Regions from separate parts of the Mus musculus genome. Here regions 1 and 3 are each linked to region 2. A link is a contact called in public HiChIP or PLAC-seq and promoter capture Hi-C data. All regions are on one chromosome and are shown on one strand. The core of a region is the stretch at or near the end of the contact, and the rest is flanking DNA. Distances in the headings are between cores, read along the strand shown. Region 1 holds the start of Abhd16a (abhydrolase domain containing 16A). Region 2 holds the start of Atf6b (activating transcription factor 6 beta). Region 3 holds the start of D17H6S56E-5 (DNA segment, Chr 17, human D6S56E 5).

What was found. Promoter capture Hi-C pulls out the DNA fragments that hold promoters and counts their contacts. HiChIP or PLAC-seq counts read pairs in DNA pulled down with a chosen protein or histone mark.
Region 1: a promoter capture Hi-C map of liver shows a contact between it and region 2, with 5 times the contacts expected there. The contact joins the promoter of Abhd16a here to the promoter of Atf6b in region 2. A contact is called at or near these places in 8 of 39 promoter capture datasets (the 3T3-L1 cell line, cranial neural crest, embryonic stem cells and 4 more), 1 of 484 Hi-C or Micro-C datasets (muscle stem cells) and 3 of 9 other capture datasets (adipose tissue, liver and pancreatic islet).
Region 3: a contact with region 2 is called in an H3K4me3 HiChIP or PLAC-seq map of embryonic stem cells, with 11 read pairs. The contact joins the promoter of D17H6S56E-5 here to the promoter of Atf6b in region 2. A contact is called at or near these places in 3 of 39 promoter capture datasets (liver, neural stem cells and second pharyngeal arch cranial neural crest), 2 of 484 Hi-C or Micro-C datasets (B cells and embryonic stem cells), 4 of 115 datasets of contacts at active chromatin or transcription factors (T-cell acute lymphoblastic leukemia, embryonic stem cells, memory CD8 T cells and 1 more) and 3 of 9 other capture datasets (adipose tissue, liver and pancreatic islet).

Annotation. Positions count from the first base shown.
Region 1 is chr17:35,087,934-35,090,633 of GRCm38.p6, reverse strand. It overlaps Abhd16a (abhydrolase domain containing 16A), which reads right to left and starts at 1,343. Exons shown (of 20, transcript NM_178592.3): 1 at 1,178-1,343; 2 at 209-265. The coding sequence starts at 1,309.
Region 2 is chr17:34,645,820-34,648,519 of GRCm38.p6, reverse strand. Atf6b (activating transcription factor 6 beta) reads right to left here and starts at 1,374. Exons shown (of 18, transcript NM_017406.4): 1 at 1,204-1,374; 2 at 781-860; 3 at 223-301. The coding sequence starts at 1,306. Fkbpl (FK506 binding protein-like) reads right to left here. Exons shown (of 2, transcript NM_019873.3): 2 at 1,703-2,700. The coding sequence ends at 2,217.
Region 3 is chr17:34,999,412-35,002,229 of GRCm38.p6, reverse strand. D17H6S56E-5 (DNA segment, Chr 17, human D6S56E 5) reads left to right here and starts at 1,484. Exons shown (of 2, transcript NM_033075.3): 1 at 1,484-2,063; 2 at 2,761-2,818. The coding sequence starts at 2,057. It overlaps Vars (valyl-tRNA synthetase), which reads right to left and starts at 1,323. Exons shown (of 30, transcript NM_011690.3): 1 at 998-1,323; 2 at 400-818. The coding sequence starts at 786.

The DNA.
Region 1 (2,700 bases), core at 94-2,593, 440 kb before region 2:
TTTGTTATCCTTAGGGCTCAAACTGCTCTGGAAAAAGCTTATGGTACACAAAGGGGACTTCCTAAGGGAGAATGCCAACGGTAGGCACTTGGGATACGCTGGTCCTCTGTGCAAGCTCTGCTGTACAGGGCCCAGAGCACCCCTCACCTCCTGGGGTGTTGCCTTCTCCAGGGCTGGGTTTGACTGGCAGATGCTGGGACTGACTTACCAGTGCCAGGATGCTGTCTGCATGTTTCTCCAGGGCCCGAGGCTGATAATACGTATCCTGCCAAAACAGATGGCCTGTTAAGGACCTTGCCAGCTGACAGGCCCTTCCTCCCTTCCAGAAGCCCTAACCTGTGTCACCTGGTTCTAGCCTCTGTGGCCATTTCTCCTGGGATACTCCTGTTTCTGCTGAAGCTTCAACTCCCCCCCCCTGACATTTCACCCCTCACCCTGAAAGCAATCACGGGGTGCTAGGCTTGGAAGCAAAAGTGAAAGCAGCATTTGGAAAACCGGTCCTTTTTTTCCCCTGAAACTCCATACAGATATGATTGTGTCACTATGGGGAGAGGAGTAAAATTGAAAATGAGAGACTCCATGACAATTCTAAGAGGGAAGGAATAGCATTTGATGTAAGTCGATTCCGGGAAAAATGTCGCTAAGTGTGGGCACTTCGGAAAGCCTCCTAAACATAATTTGCAACCAATAAAAACAAAAACATTTTGGAGAGCAAACTACCACCCTGAATGCAAGACCCTGGTTTTCAGGCTAGGTTTGGGGGCACAAGGCGCACAAGTAAATACATGACATGAAGTCATTTTTGAAACTGAAAAGTCAGGTTAAAGAGAAAGTCAACAGATCCTGGGAGAAATTGGGAGTAGGTGGGCAAAAGCCAGTGCGCGCAGGGGACTCCAAACTCAACTGGGACCAGCCATTCGGGGGACGCGGAGGGGGAAAAAAAAAAGCAAGCGTGGTGGTGGGTGTGAGGAAGAGTTCCTCCAAAGCCGTAAAGAGAGGCGGCGGCTGGGCCCTGCGTGACTGGGAGGGGGCCGGGAAGCGCCCGCAGGCGGACTGCGTGCGCGACCGCCACTTGACAAGCGGGCTCCCCCGTTTCCCACAGTGGGCGCGCCGGGCGAGCGCAGCGCAGCGCGGTCTGGACCATACCATGCTCTCCGCCGGGGGGAACCCGACTCACCCAGGAGCTGGACGAGGCGGCGGGGACGGCAGTGGGAGTCTCGGGGACGCTGGACGCGGCCCGGTCCGTGTCCCTCTCCCGGTAGATCTTGTAGAGCCGGGGGCCGAGGACGCAGCTCAGGAGCTTCGCCATAGCCCCGGCTCGGGCCGCTGTCCCTCGGCCTCAGGTCCCCGCCGGCCCCGCCCGTAGTCTCCTGGGCGCTGCGTGCGTGCCTGTGTGCGTGCGTGACGTCAGCACGTATCCGCTCGCCCCGTGGCAGGGTCCAGCCTGACGTTCTCGCCACGAGAGGAGTGTTCAGCGCAGTGGGCGACGGTCTACAGTTAGTTAGAGCTGTTCTGAATAGAGAAACTTAAGAAAATGAATGCCCCAGGTGGTTACTTTTTTTTTTTTAAAGATTTCTTTATTTATTATGTGAGTACACTGTTACTGTCTAGAGACACACCAGAAGAGGGCATCAGATCTCATTACAGATGGTTGTGAACCACCATGTGGTTGCTGGGATTTGAACTCATGATCTTCGGAAGCGCAGTCAATGCTCTTAACCGCTGAGCATTTCTCCAGCCCCCACATTTTTTTTTTGGTTTTTCGAGACAGGGTTTCTCTGTGTAGCCCTGGCTGTCCTGGAACTCACTCTGTAGACCAGGCTGGCCTCGAACTCAGAAATCTACCTGCCTCTGCCTCCCCAGTGCTGGGATTAAAGGCGTGCACTACCACGCCTGGCTTCACTTTTTTTTTTTTTTTAAACCCTATCCCTTAATGTCAGCATGTTCTGGAACGATCACTGGGTGAGAGTAGGAGCATTTGACAAGAACTTCAAGAAAAGAGGCTAGTGTCTGGATTTGTAGCTCAAGTATAGAAAACTTTGCTTAACATGCTGAAAGCCCTGGGTTACACACACACACACACACACACACACACACACAGATCTAGGGATGTATCCATTAGAAGAAATAGCAGGATTCTTCTGAAGAATTCTATTTAAATTTTTTTTTATTTTATGTATATGAATACACTGTAGCTGTTTTCAGACACACCAGAAGAGGGCGTCTGATCTCATTACAGATGGTTGTGAGCCACCATGTGGTTGCTGCTGGGACTTGAACTTAGGATCTCTGGAAGAGCAGTCAGTGCTCTTAACCACTGAGCCATCTCTCTAACCCAAGAATCTTTTTTTTTTTTTTTTAAGTTTTTGAAAGAAGTAATCTGCCCGATGTAGTGCCACATGCTTTTAATCCCAGCACTTGAGAGACAGAGAGAGATGGGTGTGTTGACAGATTGGCCTCTTGAGTTCCAGGCCACCCTAGTCTACGTATGTAGTGAGTTCCAGGCCACTCAGGGCTATATAGAGAAACCTTGTTCAAAGTGCTAGGATTGGTGGTAAAGGGCTCTGGCTGCTTTTCGAGATGTCCTACATACAATTCTCAGCAACCACATGGTGGCTTACGATCTGATCCCCTCTTCTGGCATGCAGATATACAAGCAGATGGAGTACTTATATATGTAGAAATAAATCTTAAAGTGCT
Region 2 (2,700 bases), core at 125-2,624:
GAGACCATGTCTTGCCTGTGCCAAACCAACACTGCAGAAATGAGTAACGGAGGAGCAGAGCCTAGCATTGCCTGTAGCGTGGTGCTGAGGTGGGGCAGGAGAGTAAGGGCAGACAACACCCCAGGGATCACAGGGAGGAGCACACAGGGATGTTAGTTTCTGGGAAGCAGTGGGAAGAGAAGGGCATTTGGAAAGATGAGGGGAATCCTAAGGGCGCCTTACCTGGGAAGATGGGTAGAGGGTCCCAAGGGGGCTCAGGGGGGCTGACATCCATCCCCACATCCAGAGAGCTGCTGTCAAACTAAGCAGTGGGACATATTAGCGGGCAGGAAGGTGAGAAAGTACGACAGCAAAACAGGAGCGACACAGCTTGCAAATTAAGACGCCCACTGTGTCAAGGCTCCATAGTTTACAGAAAAAAATGTTTCTCTTTTGCTTTCGTTGTATTTTACTAACAACCACTAACCACCTATTCTCGCCCCTGTAGACACACAGCTGTCAGTCTTTTATCTGTACCCCATAAGAAGGATCCCAAAAGGCCAGAAGGGGCTGCTCTCTAAAATCCTGACTTAGTTGGCTAGTCCCGGGTGCGCCTCTAAAATAAAACTTGAGCCAATTAGACCAATGGACTTTTGAAACTGGTCTTTCTCCTCGAAATTTTCGAGTTTAACATGAGCAGGGGTGACACCCTGATGAGCTCTGTGGCTTGGCAATGACTCCAAGTTTGGGGTCGCCCTCCCACCACCAAGGGTCATAAGAGAAACTCTGAGGTAGCAATACCGGGACATCCTGCTCCACGCAACGGAACAACTGTGCCTGCTCCTCGGCCACTTCATCCAGGCCACTGTACAAGGTGCTGTCTGCATGGAGGCCCGCGTGTCAGGAGGGTGGCACGCCAGCCCCGGCTCCATCCCTCATTGGCTCGGCCGGGCCAGACCCACCGCCCGCCCACTCGCTCAGCCTTACACCCTAAGGCGTCCAGCCCCTCTCCCCTGACCCCGGGCAGCCCCGTGCTCCCACGGGAGACCAAGGTCTTCCCTCCTCCCGCATCCCGGGGAAGCGCGAGTCCCGCTGCGCTCTCCCTCGGAGGATGGGCTCGGCGTCCGCCCAGCCTTCCTCGTTCACCCTCTGCTGCCTTCCCGCGTGCCTCGGGCCCATGGCGAGCCTCAGCCCGCTCCTCCCCCGGGGCCCCACTCCGCGCACCCCAGTCCTCCGGACTCAGCAGGTTGTCGGTGAAGAAGCGCGTCGGGTCGGCGATCTCACTGAGGAGCATCAGCTCCGCCATCTTCCCCCCACCCCCCACCATGAGCCGGCTCCCCGGCCCGCCTCCTCCCGGCCGCGGCAAATCCATGAGCTCGCTGAGGAAAACCGGCGTCCCGGAAGTCCTGATGACCAGTCAGAGGCTTAGTTGGTGAACACGTGACACGAAGGAGCAATGACTGTGCATGCCGGGCCAATGGCACGGGTCAGCCGCTTTACCGATCCAGGCGAGACTGTGCGTGCGCCGTACAGGCCCCAGAAACTAGCATTGTGGGAAATGTAGTTCCTAGCACTTAGGGTTCCGGCATCTGGGCTAGAGTGTTCATGCTTGAGCAGTTGTCCGCAAACATCTGCACCCATGTGGTGCCCATAAACTCATGAAGGCACACGCATAATGAATGAATTATTAATGAATAAACGAATGAGCAAAGTTCCAGCATTTAGGATAAGAGATGGCTCAGCAGTTTAATATTGCTTATTGCGACTAGGCGGTAGTGGTGCACGCCTTTAATCCCAGCACTCAGGAGGCAGAGGCAGGCGGATCTCAGCCTGGTCTACAAAGTGTGCTCCAGGACGGCCAGGGTTGTTACACAGAGAAGCCCTGTCTCAAACCCTCCCACCCAAAAGGAAAGTGCTTGTTGCTCTTATAAGGGTCTGGATTACATTCTCAGCACCCACACCTGGCGACACGCAACCACTTGTAACTCCACCTCCCTGGGATGCAACTCCCTGACATCCGGAAGTTCTGGCGTTTGCCACAGCCAGTCCCAAATAGACAACCTCTCCTATCCTCGGAGGTGGATACGCTTCCCGGGACTCCCTCCACCAAGTGGCTCACTGACACCGTCGCTAACTCCCTGTAGGTCAGAACGAGATACGAGTTCAAACAACTTCCTTCGGGGCCCTTGAAAATTCCACAACACAGACCACAGTTCGCGGGTTCCTGTCTCCTTTAATCAGCTAAACATCTTGCGCAGTCCCCGAGCCAGCCCTGCATCCTGTTTCCTTCCCTGAATGACCACCTTCCCCAGCTCCTCTTTCGCTGCACGGTTTTTGGGATCTACTGCTAGCACTTTCTTGAAATCAGCAGTGGCTTTTTCCAAGTCCCCGAGGGCAGCCCGAGCAACCCCCCTTCGGTATAAGGCCTTTAAATGGCCCGGCTCCCGCTCCAGCACTCGGTCACAGCTCTGGGCTGCCAACTGGGGGTGTCCTAGCAGCAACTGGCAGGCAGCCAGATTGGCATAAAGGGTAGTTCGTTCGGGAGGGCCGGGTGGGGGCAACGTCAGCAGCAGTCGGAGAGCCCGTCCATAGCATCGGGCAGCCCCTTGAGGGTTCCCAGCTCGAAACAGTTCTGTACCCCTTCTGTGTTCTTCTTTGGCCAGAGCCTCCTTCTCCATAGCCTCCATCTCCCAGGAGTCCCGGCCATTGGTGAAGGAATCC
Region 3 (2,818 bases), core at 235-2,734, 350 kb before region 2:
CATGTTGTTTTAAACATGGCAACAGAAACCCAAAGACAGACTTGGGAATGCTTGGCACACCAGTGCGTTCGTTCCGAGCCATTCAGTTAGAGCGAGACCTAATTTAAAGACACACACACACACACACACACACACACACACACACTCCAAACGTAGTGAAAACAGCAAAACCACGCTCCACTCCCGGGCGCTCATGTATCACACCCCCGGAGGAAGGAAGAGATTTCATCATCTTGCATTCTCAGACATAGAAGACCAAGGCTCGAGAAAAAGTGTTCCCAAAGTTACTACACCAGGTGGCAGGCAGAGATGCGACCGCCTGACAACCGACTTTTTTCGTGGGATTCTTCCCAATCCTGTTTGTGTAGTCAGAATTTCTCCCTTTTTCTTCCCTCTCACCTGGGGATCCTGACCAGGACCTCGAAGTCCCAGGGCAGGCAGGGTCGCCCCGCAGGCAGCGGGTATGAGCTCCGTGTCAGCATAACTGACCCACTGCTGGACCAGGACAGCTGCCCGGCTGCCCCCGGGTCCCCCCAGGCCTGCAGGCCACAACAGCTGAGCTACAGCCGGGGCCCCCCACACCCACAGGCCGCCAGGTCCCTGCTCCAGGGCGGGCAGGCGAGGCGGAGGGAATGGAGTCCGGCTGCTCGGGGGAGGCTGCAAGCAGATGCGGGGGTGAGGGCCTCCCCACCCGGGACCGTCACCAGCTTCCCCGTATCGGGCAGCGATGAGGGCTCGGAGGCTGGGGAAGGCGTCGGGGTGAGGAGAGACGTAGAGGATGGACATGGCTGTGCAGGGTCCGAACGCGGTGCAGTGACCTGAGGAGAGACCCGGCAGATTGAGGAGGGGACCTGAGCACGTGCTGCAAGGTACGCAGGCGCCCGGCCGGACCCTAGGCCTGGCCGAGCAGCCGCCAGCAGCGCCTAGAGGAGGAGGCGGGACCCCGATCGCCCGCCCCCTCGGGTTGGAGAGGGGAGGCCGCGCCGCGTGTACGTACTGAAGGCGGCGATCACACTCGGCCGGCTACGGCCGCGGCCCCACAGGGCGGCCGGGGTGGAGGTGGCGGGCAGCGGAGGCAGCTCTCCCGCTGCGGGAGAACGCGGCCGGGACAGCGGCACCCACGTGTCCCCCCCTTTGTGACAGCGCACGTTTCCGGACTCGGGTCCTCGCAGGGCTGCCGGGCCCCGCCTGTGCGTGCGCGATCCCGAGGGTCCGTGCGCGGCCCACCGCTGCCGGACGGGTCAAGCAGGGGCCAGAGTGGCTCGTGCAGCACGGAGACGGGAACCCGCGTGCCGGGACGAGCCTGGGTCTGGGTCAGGCGCCGCCGCGGGCAGCCCGTGGCCCTCGGGTCAGGCGCCGCCGCGGGCAGCCCGGGGTCTTCGTGTCTAGAGCGCGGGAAAACGAAAGCCCTAGTGTCTGGAGTGCGTGCTTGGTCCCAGGTTTCCGCCTTTTGCAGGGCGAGCTGCAGAATCTCGGGCTGCTCCAAGTGAAAGACCCCACCATAAGGCTTAGCAAGTTAGCTGCAGTAACGCCATTTTGCAAGGCATGATAAAGTACCAGAGCTGAGTTCTCAAAAGTTACAAGGAAGTTTAGTTAAAGAATAAGGCTGAATAATACCGGGACAGGGGCCAAACAGGATATCTGTGGTCAAGCACCTGGGCCCCGGCTCAGGGCCAAGAACAGATGGTACTCAGATAAAGCGAAACCAGCAACAGTTTCTGGAAAGTCCCACCTCAGTTTCAGGTTCCCCAAATGACCGGGAAATACCCCAAGCCTTATTTAAACTAACCAATCAGCTCGCTTCTCGCTTCTGTACCCGCGCTTTTTGCCCCCCAGCCCTAGCCCTATAAGAAGGGTAAGTACTCCACACTCGGCGCGCCAGTCATCCGATAGACTGAGTCGCCCGGGTACCCGTGTTCCCAATAAAGCCTTTTGCTGTTGCATCCGAATCGTGGCCTCGCTGATCCTTGGGAGGGTCTCCTCAGAGTGATTGACTACCCAGCTTGGGGGTCTTTCACAAGCAGTGCCTGGCTGCTGGGAGCTGTTGCTGTAGGGAATGAAAGGTTGGTAATTCCCTGGCGTTGGTAAATGCACCGTGCGTTCCGCGTCTCTTGCTTGTATTTATCTTATGCTTTTAGAAAGCGTACTGATGGGGTGTGCTCAAGGCCATGTCAGGCTTTTGGTAACGGAGTGCACCGCCAGTTCGCGGAAGATCCTCGGATCTAACCCAGGTAAAACAGGAAAGGGGCTCTAGGTGCTGAGCGCTCACTGCCTGACATGGAGTCACGTGAAGGAAGGGCAGGGGACCCAAAGGCAGAAGCACTCCAGCTGGTCTACTAAAGCTCAAACCTAGAGGGAAAACATAAGTTCGCAGTGCTTTTGAGAGGCCACTGCTAGCCTGGCAGTGGTGGCGCATGCCTTTAATCCCAGCACTTATGAGTGTGAGGCAGAGGCAGGCGGATTTCTTGAGTTCGAGGACAGCCAGAGCTACACAGAGAAACCCTGTCTCGAAAAACCAAGAAAAAAAGAAGAAGAAAAGAAAGGGGGGTTGGGGGAGAAAGGCCTGTTGGGATAATCTCTTGTGTACTGTGTAAAGTTGTCTTTGTATTATTCAAAAGTACACGGAGAGAGAAATCAGGCAGAAAAACTTCATGCCAGCTGTAGACAAGAGTGCTTACAGGTCCTTTACAAGGTACAGAAATGGATTGGGCCAAACATGGCAGATCTATGCAACACCTAACCACCATTGTTTCCAACCAGGTGATGAAGTCTCGATCACTAGACGGGAGATGCTGCCAAGTGCCCCAGACGGGATCAA